Linked DNA regions of Anser cygnoides: region 2 is linked to region 1. The links are chromatin contacts, called in public Hi-C maps. All regions are on one chromosome and are shown on one strand. The core of a region is the stretch at or near the end of the contact, and the rest is flanking DNA. Distances in the headings are between cores, read along the strand shown.

Evidence for each region. Hi-C and Micro-C count contacts between places; a contact is called where the count stands out from the background.
Region 2: a contact with region 1 is called in a Hi-C map of liver, with 1.8 times the contacts expected there. The contact joins the promoter of CDC40 here to the promoter of RPF2 in region 1. A contact is called at or near these places in 2 of 7 Hi-C or Micro-C datasets (granulosa cells and liver).

The regions. Positions count from the first base shown.
Region 1 is chr3:72,734,911-72,740,211 of Taihu_goose_T2T_genome, forward strand. RPF2 (ribosome production factor 2 homolog) reads right to left here and starts at 2,467. Exons shown (of 10, transcript XM_013175575.3): 1 at 2,292-2,467; 2 at 1,989-2,121; 3 at 1,118-1,155; 4 at 409-448. The coding sequence starts at 2,314. It overlaps GTF3C6 (general transcription factor IIIC subunit 6), which reads right to left. Exons shown (of 6, transcript XM_048081096.2): 6 at 3,795-4,443. The coding sequence ends at 4,070.
Region 2 is chr3:73,115,402-73,120,702 of Taihu_goose_T2T_genome, forward strand. It overlaps CDC40 (cell division cycle 40), which reads right to left and starts at 3,307. Exons shown (of 15, transcript XM_066994431.1): 1 at 2,884-3,307. The coding sequence starts at 3,081. WASF1 (WASP family member 1) reads left to right here and starts at 3,533. Exons shown (of 9, transcript XM_066994428.1): 1 at 3,533-3,690.

The DNA.
Region 1 (5,301 bases), core at 1,217-3,716:
CCCCTCCATGTAACTGCTTTAACCTATGAATTCACCAAATTGAAAACAAGTTGTTCATAAGCTGTGGCACTTGAAAGGACGGGCTTTTAGAAAGACAAAATAAACACCTTTCTTTTATATGAAGTACTGTTACATCACTCCTAAATTTGCCTGTCAGTTTACAGAAACATGCATTTTAGACAAAAAACATTCCCACGATATCAGGATTCTGTCTCGAAGCTAGAGGAATAAAATGCCTACTGGCACCATAAATGTAGATGTAACCCTACCTTCAGCTTACCCAAAATTATTAAAGACTTGGTTTCTCATCTAATTTATTACAGACTGAAAGAAAATTATCCTCCAATAAAGTTATAAATAAATTTACAGCTACAAAAACTCATAAGAAAAGACATGGCTTATACTTACCAATGACGTCTGATCCTCAAAAGGCCTGGTAATATTTTTCCTGAGAGGCGGCAAGGAAAAAAAAAAGATTAAAAAAATAGTAAAAGCTGAGATGAGCACTTTAGTTAATCTTCTAATAACGCTAAGATTCTGCATTCTGCTGGAAACCCCAGCATTAGAAGTTCAGTTTCAGCTCCTACCAAAAGCAGTGTTAATACTGCCAGGTGTTCCTTCCTTGGCACTGCCTGTTGACATTTTCAGTAAGCCTTTGCAGCTTCCCTGGGGCCTCCTGTGCCACTGACAACTATGCCACCGGCACTTCACAGACAACTGGCTTTGCCTGTTCATCCCACGTTCAGTTTAGCTGCTGTTATTAATGCTTCTGCACTACATCTATACGGACACCGGGTTCCCATTTTGAGCAAGCCCAACCTATCACCATAACCGGCCCAGCCTACCCACCTGACACAGAACCTCGCTAGCTGGCTGCACAGAGCAGAATCGCAGAAGCCAACCGCTCAAGTTTGCTATAACTGCTCTGTAACACTTGGCACAGAACCGAGCTCAACATCAACACCGATCACTTGTTGCTTGTTTCCAGTCTACTAAAATTTAAGATGAATCTCTGCCACCTTCTGTGACCCCTTCCATTGTTCAAGCCTCCATGCTAGCCAGCATCTCTCTTCATGGTTGGAAATGACCAAATGCTGTCTTGTACGTGACCACTTACTTTTTATACAGTACAGCAAAAGGTTTCTTCACAGCATACTGCAAGAGACAAAGTTAAACATGCATTATATCAAATACACCTACAGGCACAGAACTGCTCTTTCTAAAACCCTACAACTTACACAACCACATGAAGTACAATAATTGTTTGTGCAAAACAATGCAGAAAAGAAGTCGCCTCAAAAAGCCTGCTCACAATAAAACCCTCCAGGTCAGTAATCCTAATCTCGGCTCTCAATTAATTGGGGATGGATTTATTTCTTGAAACTGAGAAATAAGCTAAGGAACAGCTGAAATCAAAGCCACGTAATAGAATCTCTCTGCTTGCTTGAGAAAAAACAGTGAGTGAACAGCCACCCTATGATCATTAGCATAAAATGTTAAAAGGACAAAGCAAGGAGAAAAAATAGCACAAGTGCAACTACAATATTCTCAGGTACAGAGTTGGAGGACTGGATTGGCAAGTTTTGGCTGAATGCTCTGCTTTAACAAACAGAAGAGGTTTATAAGATCCTGAGACATGATTTCAGCTGCATGATCCAGTCCCAATTCTGTACCCAGTCCTCTTGTTTTTAAATGCACTTGCAATGCTTCACCCCCTATACGGAAAAATAATAAGGAAGAGAATAAGCTGAAAGCTTCTGCCAAAGTGAAAGGAAATAGAAAAAAAAAGAAAACATCATTTGATGGGGAGGTAATGACATCTCTGGAGTACTGGTCACAATCTGAGATCTAGAGAATAGGAGAGCAAGAAAATGTTGATATTGCAGCATACAACACGTGAATTGTAAGGAAAAGCAAAGGGAAGGTACGTCAGTATAGTGCGACAGGCGATACAATGAAATACCGCATGCACGCACCCAACAACTTACAATGTCTTTGAGCACTTCCGTCACCGTTAAGTTTGCATTTCCCCCTTTTATAAGCATGGCATTTTTCGTGTTTTCCGTAAGCTTGGGTTCTCTCTTCTCCAGAAACCTCTTCGCCCTCTTGGTTTTGGGCTTCCTGTAAGGAGACACGACCAGATCAGGGCCCCGCGCGGGTAACTCCCTCCCGAGCCCAGCCCCGGGCTTTTCCGAGCCTTGCCTGCCCCTCGCCGGGGGAGGACGGCAGGGGAGGCGGCGGGGAGGCCGCGCTCGGCAGCGGGCAGCCCCTGCCCGGAGCCCCGCACTCACACCACCCGCTCCAGCGCGTCCATCGCGGCCTCGCGGTCGCTCCTCGCCGCCGGCTCGGCCTTAGCACGTCACATCCACCGCAGGGAGAGCGGCAGCGAGCAGGCGGCCTCCAGCCGGCTGGTGGTGCTGCTCCCCGCCGCTCCCGCGGGCCGAGGGCTCCGCTCCTCGGGCGCGCACGCGGTTGTGAGCTGAAGGCACAAGAAAGCCAGAACACCCCTAACAGAAAGCACTTTGTCAGCAGCGCACCAAATACCCTCAAGAGGGGACGCTTCGCCAATAAAATGCTCAGACATTAAGCAGAAAAATCTTCCCCTGCCCACCTACAACTAATTCAAAATCACCTCGTACCCTTCCTGAAACGAAACGGCTCCGCTTTCTGTACTCCCCTGCCCTAGGGCAGGTTGCCTCCAAATATATTCCAAAGGTTTTTAGGTATTTTTTTTTTTCAGTGCAAATACCAAAACCGAATGCTTGTTTTATCAGTAGTCAGCACGCTGCACACACTGACAACTGTCACGCAGTGCTTAATGTCAGACAGGGCAGCTGGCTGTAGTGATGTCGGGTATCCATGCACACGGGCACAAACAGTATAAGATAACCCCACGAGGATGATGACTGCCGTAGTTCTGTGTTCAGATACCACATCTACCCAGTACCCTTTTTAGTTTAAGCCCCCCTCCCCCCTTTCAATTTTGAGCTGTACTCCAAATAGCCAACATGTTCGGCTTTTTGGGGTGAAATCAGTAGCACTTAAAAATGCTGGGTTTAAAAAAAAAGTCATGAATGCACCACACATTCGTTTTTTACATGAAAGTACAATAAGCAATATAAATTGTGTTAGTATGCACTATCAACCCACAGACTAGCTGGGTACCACCATACAGTCAGGTGGCTCACTTTAGGAACCACCGATGCAGTTACAGAGTGTAGGCACAAAAACCTTCAGAAAAATATGAAAAGACCAGAGCCCGTAAGTTTTTTGGGGTGGGAGAAAAACAGATTCCTTTTATGTAACACATTATGTCAATACAGAAAATGGAGAAGGGAAGTGTGGCGGGTGCCTTGTTATGCCCTAGATGTCAGCCGCTGACTAGCGCCCAGGGGTTCCCAAGACCTGACTAGACAGAGCCCTGAGCAACTTGGCCTGAACTCAGCACTGACCCTATTTTAAGGAAGAAGCCAACCTAGAGACCTCCTGAAGTCCCTTCCTACAGGAAATATTTCTCAGATGAGTCAGGGAAACAAAAGATGCTAGAGGAAAAGCAAAGTAAAGGAAAAGCAAAGTAAGTTTAACAAGTAGTTTAACAAGTAACCAAACACCAGTGATTTTATCAAACCTTATGAAAGCCACCTTTATTTGAATTTTTCTTTCAGTCAGTGCAGTACAAGAACACACACAGTAGGCAGCTGTGACAAGGTGAAGCTATACCTGAGTTTCAGGACTTTCAACAATGTTTTTTTTTTTCCCCTTTTTACAAAGCATCCCAAACAGTACAATACATCAATGTTTTTCAAAGGCATTTAATTATGTAGCTGTTTCCTCTTCTTCAATTTGAGGTAGAGATACACACATTTCCAATTGGCATTTAAAAACAAACGAAGCACTACACCTCTCCCCACTCAACTCCGAACACAAAAGGAATGCACAAGAACACGTCAGTTTTTCCCCCGCTAATTGCTCAGATAAATTGGAAATCATGTCATAGCATATACATTTGGTCTTCAAAAGCTGGCCCATTTAATTCCACGAAGAAATCCTGAAGAGATGAGAGCTGACATCACGGAGGGGTATCATCTAAGGCAACGCTTCCAGAAGGAGAACCCTTTGCCTCAGGAGCAGGACTATGAGGCAGAGGAAGAGGAGAGGCATCTACTTCCAAGCCGTGCTGCTTTCCCAGATCGCAGTTCGTGTCAGAATTTCCTTTGTCACTCACCTCTCCCTCTGATTCTTCAGCTAGTTTGTCTTGGGCCTGATCACAGTTCGTGTCAGAATTTCCTTTGTCACTCACCTCTCCCTCCGACTCTTCAGCTAGTTTGTCTTGGGCCTGAGCTGACTCATCAGAATCTTCCTTTTCATGCAGAAAGCTACAAATCATATTAGGCCTGCTGTAGGAGAAGTCTCTGTCCTTGATCTGTAACCACTCCACACCATCTGATGCAAAGAAGGAAAACTGATATTAGTGACTAAAGAAGTGAAGTCTTAACAGCATTTGTTCTTAGCTTAAGTTTGTTGTTTATTAACCCTGAGCCAGAAAAACATTTAAGTACAAGAGTCACTTGGGATACAAAGATACCTATCAAAAATTTGGAGCAACACCAATTTGTGTGCTGAGTCTCACCCCAGGTTCATACCATTCATTTTCCTTGAAATACAGGGCTATGAATAACAAAGGTATTCGATAAAGAAAGACCTGTTTAAAATAGAGATAAACTTAGCTGTTGATAAATTAACAAGAATATGCATAGGCTAAACTTACTTCAGTAAGACATATTATATAGCAATGGGTATTTATCTGCTGTCATTCAGGAGAAGATACTGGAATGACTGTGTATGATTCATTGAACTCATCAGCTCAGTGTGGAAAGAACAGTCACAAGGAAGGTGCAATTATTAGGAAAGTAACGAAGAGTAGGAACGTCATTATGACAAAGCACAAAACTATGCTATGCTCATGGCACAAACACTGTGCCCTGTTCAACCCATACTGTAAAACTAGAGAGAAAGCAGAACTGGTCAAAGCAAAAGGTTAGCTCCAAAGAGACTTAAAAGAGAGATTAGAATTCTACTTGGAGGAGGCAGCCCAGAGGGATGTTTATATCTTTCAAAACACAAAGAAAATATTTTACAAATACAATGAAGAGAACGCAATGTTTGTTCACCTGATTCTCAGAACATCTAGTAACATGACAGGGAGTGATACAGAGAGCAACCAATGCACCACCTCCCAAAGTCAGGAGCATCAAGCTCTTGCGATACATATTCAGACCCCAAAGGGAACTGCAATTCCAC
Region 2 (5,301 bases), core at 2,057-4,556, 380 kb after region 1:
AGTAGAAGCTGTATGAAAAAATTATAATTGCTTTTGGCAAAGTCTAGCAAAACATAACTTAGAGAGAAAACTAAAATAAGGGATTTAGAGTGAAAAAAGGGAACTGCTATAGGTCTTGAATTGTAAGCTGAACTCTACATTCAAATCAAAGCCAGTGTTACTAAGACACTGAACTAACATTCATAACACACTGGTGGTAAACACCAAGGAAATGAGCCTCTGTATTTGACTGTTTCACATTACATTCTTAATTTACCTAATTCACTATCCATAGAAAAAACAACACAGACACCTTTCTTAGCCAGTTTCTGGATGCCTAACCCATACCAAATGGGTTCAATCACCAAGTGGCCATCACCAAGATCACCAAGTGGCCATCAGTTAAACATATTCTGTGTTTTCCCTCACCGTGTTAACTGTAACGTTTTAAAGAAGCCCAGTTCACAGAACTGATTGCTTTAAAAACAGAAGAGACGAAGAGCCTGCTCAGTCCAACATTACAGATGGATGGATGCCATGCTGGGGACGAGGTCTCCGTGGCTGATTCTCTCCTAGTGCCTCAAGTTCACAATGCTGACACAAAGCAGACAGAGGTTCACAGCTCACCAGAGCCACCATAATTGTCTGGGAGCTCCCCATCCTATGGGGAGATGCTCTTACAGAGCAGAAAGCCTTTTGACCTTACTTCAGGTGGGCTCTTTCTCCTTAAAGGAGGCATTGCAAGAAGGCTGTGCCTACTTCTGATCCAAACTGCCTTAAATCTCACCATGAAGCTGCGTAAAGCGAAACACATCCATAAGAAAAAGAAACACCAAAAAATGTGCCCAGATGGTGCCTGCTTCGCCAGCGCAGTCGCCATGGAGTCAGAAGGCAGAGCTTGGCTTTGTGAAGATCTGCCTCTGCCGTGAGCAGAGCAACCTGCCGTGTCTCAGACACGAAATGAGAACAGGGCCTGCCTCCGTGCAGAAAACGCAACTGCCAGCGGGAAGCTGACCCGAGCTGAACTCATGTCAACAGGCCAATGAACTAACACAGGCCTTTGCAGAAGTCACAGGACCTGACTCTTCCCTGAAGAAGGGCCTCTCGTGCCGCATTTGGCTGAGCAGAAGTGCTGAGCTCGGGTCCTGTCGCTGTCCCCAGAGAGCAGAGCTCAGTGCCTGCCCCTCCGCTCCCCTCGTGAGGGAGCTGCAGCCGCCATGAGGCCTCCCCTCGGCCTGCTCTGCTCGGGGCTGAACAAACCAAGGGACCTCAGCTGCTCCTCATACATCTCGCCCTCCAGGTCCTTCACCATCTTCATAGCCCTCCTTTGGACGCTATCTAATTGTTCTGTGTCCTTCTTATACTGTGGTGCCCAACTTAAAAAAAAAAAAAAAACACACCCCAAAACGTTGTGGGTGAATGAGCTAAGAATTATGCCCTGCTAATAAAGAGAGCGAGGAACCTACCCCTCTTTAAAGTACATTCAAATCTAAAGTCTGTGCACGTTAAGATAAAACTCTTCATCAGCAACAGATACAACGCTTATAATCGGTGAGCAGAACACCAAATATATAAAACTTACATTCTCAATTTCCAGAAATGCACTTGTGTGTGGCTGTCGTTCATATTACATGATCAACCCACCTAGCCTCCCCTCTTACCACCATCTTTTCTTACGCATTTCTGGTCCCTTGTGTATGACACATCCCTGCACTTAGGAGTACTCGATCCTCATTCGTGTCAAAACAGCACTTGCACAAGCGATACTAATGAACTGTAACTCTGCTTTTCTCCTCACTCAACTCCTTGTTTTTTCTAAATTCATACTTACAGAATGATTGTGATTTGAACATCATTTCTTTTACATTTGTTCAGGAAGGGCTTTCTAATCATAAAAAATTAGAGTGAAATCATGAGGGGGTGACTGGCAAGCTTTCCCTGCTGGTTGGTGGGCTGCTATCATTTACAGACACAGAAGGTGTTGAAAGCATGGTGTCTGTGAGACTGATACTTTTATGTTTTGGTTAGCAGAATGCTTGTGGCAGAGACAGTCCTGGATGAGCTGGTGGATACCCCCTTCAGGGCATAGTTTGGGGAACAGCTTTGAATGGCACGTGCTACTGACACCTCACTCCTTCCTCCAGCTGCTGGGTCCCAGTCTGGCACTGGGCGTTTCACAGCGCTGGCACAGCACTCGTGCAGCTCAGAGGAGCTGATCCAAGGAAAACAACTCCAGCAGTATTTTGGTTTTCAATCCAGATCAGATGTCACCCACAAAGGAACTGCACAAGCGTTCGTGCTGGTGTGGCAAAGGGAAGACCTGTTCCCACAGCCTCGGAGGGACAAAGAGCACAGCCAGTGCTATTTACCATTTACTATAATTCATGTTCAAAAGATATTAAAGGTGTTAATTAGCATTTATTTCAAAGCCTGCACAAGGCAGTCCGCCAGGTGCTGCAAGTCAAGAAGTGGGATATTTGCAGACTTCAAGGAGTGCGGTGGGGCTTATGTAGTGTGAGCACACGACGTAACGTGCACGGGCATATATGATTAATAATGACAGCACATGAATTAGGTAATGACAACGCAGGGGGAGATTCCCTGCTCCCTATTTGCGAGAACGCAGCGACCCCGAGCCCTCACAGCGGCACGGAGCGGGCACAGAGCAGCGGGCGCCCGGCGCCGCTTCTCCTCAGCGCCCCGAGCCCCCCAGGGGCCGCGGTGGGCGCCCCGAGCCGAGTAGAGCCGAACGGGGCCGAGCCGAGCCGAGTAGAGCCGAACGGACCCGAACGTGGCCGAGCCCAGCCGAACAGCCCCGAACAGACCCGAGCGGAGCCGAACGGACCCGAGCGGAGCCGAATCAACCGCTCCCCCCCTCCCCCCGGGGTCCCGGCTCCCCCGTACCTTCACGGCCACTTCCGGGGCCGAGTCGACGGGCAGCGCCGGGGGCGCGGCGGGCGGCGGGCGGAGGTGCAGCACGGCGTCGCGGCTGGCCAGCACGGCGGCGGGCCGGGGGCCGGCCCCGGGCTCGGACTCACCCTCCGAGTCGGGCTCCGAGTCGGAGCCGCCGTAGGAGGCGAGCGCGGCGATAGCCGCCGACATCTTGGCGCGGGGAGCGACGGGACGGGCAGGTCCTGGCAGCCCCAGGGCTCTCGCCGTGGGGATCTGCCCACGGGGTGAGCGGGGCGGGGCCGCGCGGCTCGAGGTGGCTGATTAAAACCCTAAATGCGTTTTAAGGAATAAATCGCGGAGTCTTGTGGGTTCTGAAGGCGTTCGAGGTGGGCTTCGCCTCTCTCTGTTGTTGGTGGCGTCTAACCTTCCAGGACCGCCGCGCGGGACTACAAGCCCCAGCATGCAATGCGGCGCCCCTTCCTTTCGATTGGCCGCCAGCGAGCCGGCTTTGTTACGTCACAATGGCGAGCCCCGCCTTTCTGTCTCTGGTGGGAGGAGAGGAGAGAGAGGGGGCCGGACCGTACCACCTGTCCCCCGCGGGGGGGGGGGGGGGGGGAGCGGAGAGGAGCGGGGGTGTCCGCGCGAACAGCACCGCCCCCCGCCGCCGGCCCCTCCCCCCCCCCGCCCTCCCGCACACGGTGCCCGCGCCCATTGTGCAGCCTCCGCGCCCCCGCCCCTCGGCGTGCGCCCGGGCTCCGCGCGCGCGGAATGGCGGCGGCGGCCGTTTGAAGGCAACGGCTGCGGGAGGGGCGCGAGCCGGTAAGTGCCGTTAGTGGGGGGGCGGGCGGGCGCTGAGGGGATGGGGGGGGGGGGCGACGCCTCGCCTTTGTGTGAGGGCTTCGGGGCCGGGGCGCCCGCAGCCAGCCTTTGTGCCGCCCGGGGCAGCCGGGGGGTGGCTGTGGGGTGGGTGGGGGGCGGCTTTGTTGTGCTCCAGCCGGCGGGGAGCGCCTCAGCCGCGTCGGGGGGTCGCGGGCAGGCGGCCGGGGGGCTGCCCGCGGTGAGATCCTGTCAGCCACGGGGCTGGGTGCGGGGGTCCGTGCCCCGCAGAACCGGCCCCCGGTTGCACGAGCCGCCGCGCTGGTGCCGTGAGGAGGCAGGTGGCGGCTCGCCGGGGAAAGTTTCCGTTCGCTTAAATCGCAGGGAAGGTGGATTTTTAGCGAGCGCTCAGGTACCATCCCTGCGTGTGAAACCCCGACCTGTCTCCGCTTTAATTCCAGGGAAAATAGTGTAGAAGGATAACACGCATGGCCCCTCCGAAATCGAGTTTTGTCGAAGCAAGCGGTAATTCCTCCTCTTCTATTCCTACGATAACATGTTTGTGCTTGGCGGCTCGCGACCGGGCATCTGCGGGTTCGGGGAGGGCTCGATCAGCACCAAACAAGCCGAGAGCGGCACATACAGCTTGTTAAAAAGGGTCCTCTCGCTGAGTACTGAACGCTGCCTTCTAGAAGCGTTGTGCTGTACGTTGGGTGAGGGTGCTGCCGGCTCAGAACGACGCCAGCCTGCAACAGTGGGTGGGAGATGGATGAATCGGGATACCTGCCTTCTCTTTCACTCCAGGTTTCCCCCTCCTGTTTCTCCTTGCGGTCGCTTTGCCTCTTTTCCTTCAGTTTCTGCCAAAGGAAGATGAAAACGTCCTGCTTTCTGCAGCGTTCCCGCATGTAAGAGGGGCTGTTTGGCACTGGTTTGTTTCTACCCGTGGTGGTGAATGTACCAAGTGCTACCAAGTCTTCCTTCTTTGCCTAGGTGAAAGAGCAATAAGTATTTAAAAATATTTCCTTGAGAAATAGAAAAACATCTTACCTTTTTTTTAAAAAAAAAAAAATCTGACAGATGAGTGTAAGCCCTAATGGATTTTTCCCCCCTCTGTTTGAAACATTTATAGGCTCGTGCTTTTGTGAATCATCCAACATCTAATAAGGTCTTACTGCATGCTGCAGCCTTTCCTTCAGTCAGAACGCTCGTAGCATCTCAATTTCACAAACTTAAAGTTTTCTTAGGCAATCGTCTTTGAGACCTCTACCCTTCTGTCAAACTTGATAGAATTCAGCCAGCCGGTTTCCAGGCTGTATGGAACACATGGGAGCCCCTAGCCCTCACCAACGCTTTCTGCATGTGACTTATTTCCTTAAAAAAGCTGGGGTAAAGTATATTACATCTTAACTCAATGTGTCACAATTTTTCCTTCACACCAATCCTTTCTTCCCTATAGTAGATAACAAAATGTGTTTCTCAACGTTTTTAATATGTTTTGTCCTACTTTCTTTTCCCTTTACTTGCTTTTTCATAGCTCCTTTTCCATGATGGATGTGTTTTATCTCATACCCTGTGTTTTCTGCTGGCTTTTCTTCCCCACAGAAGATGCTGCAT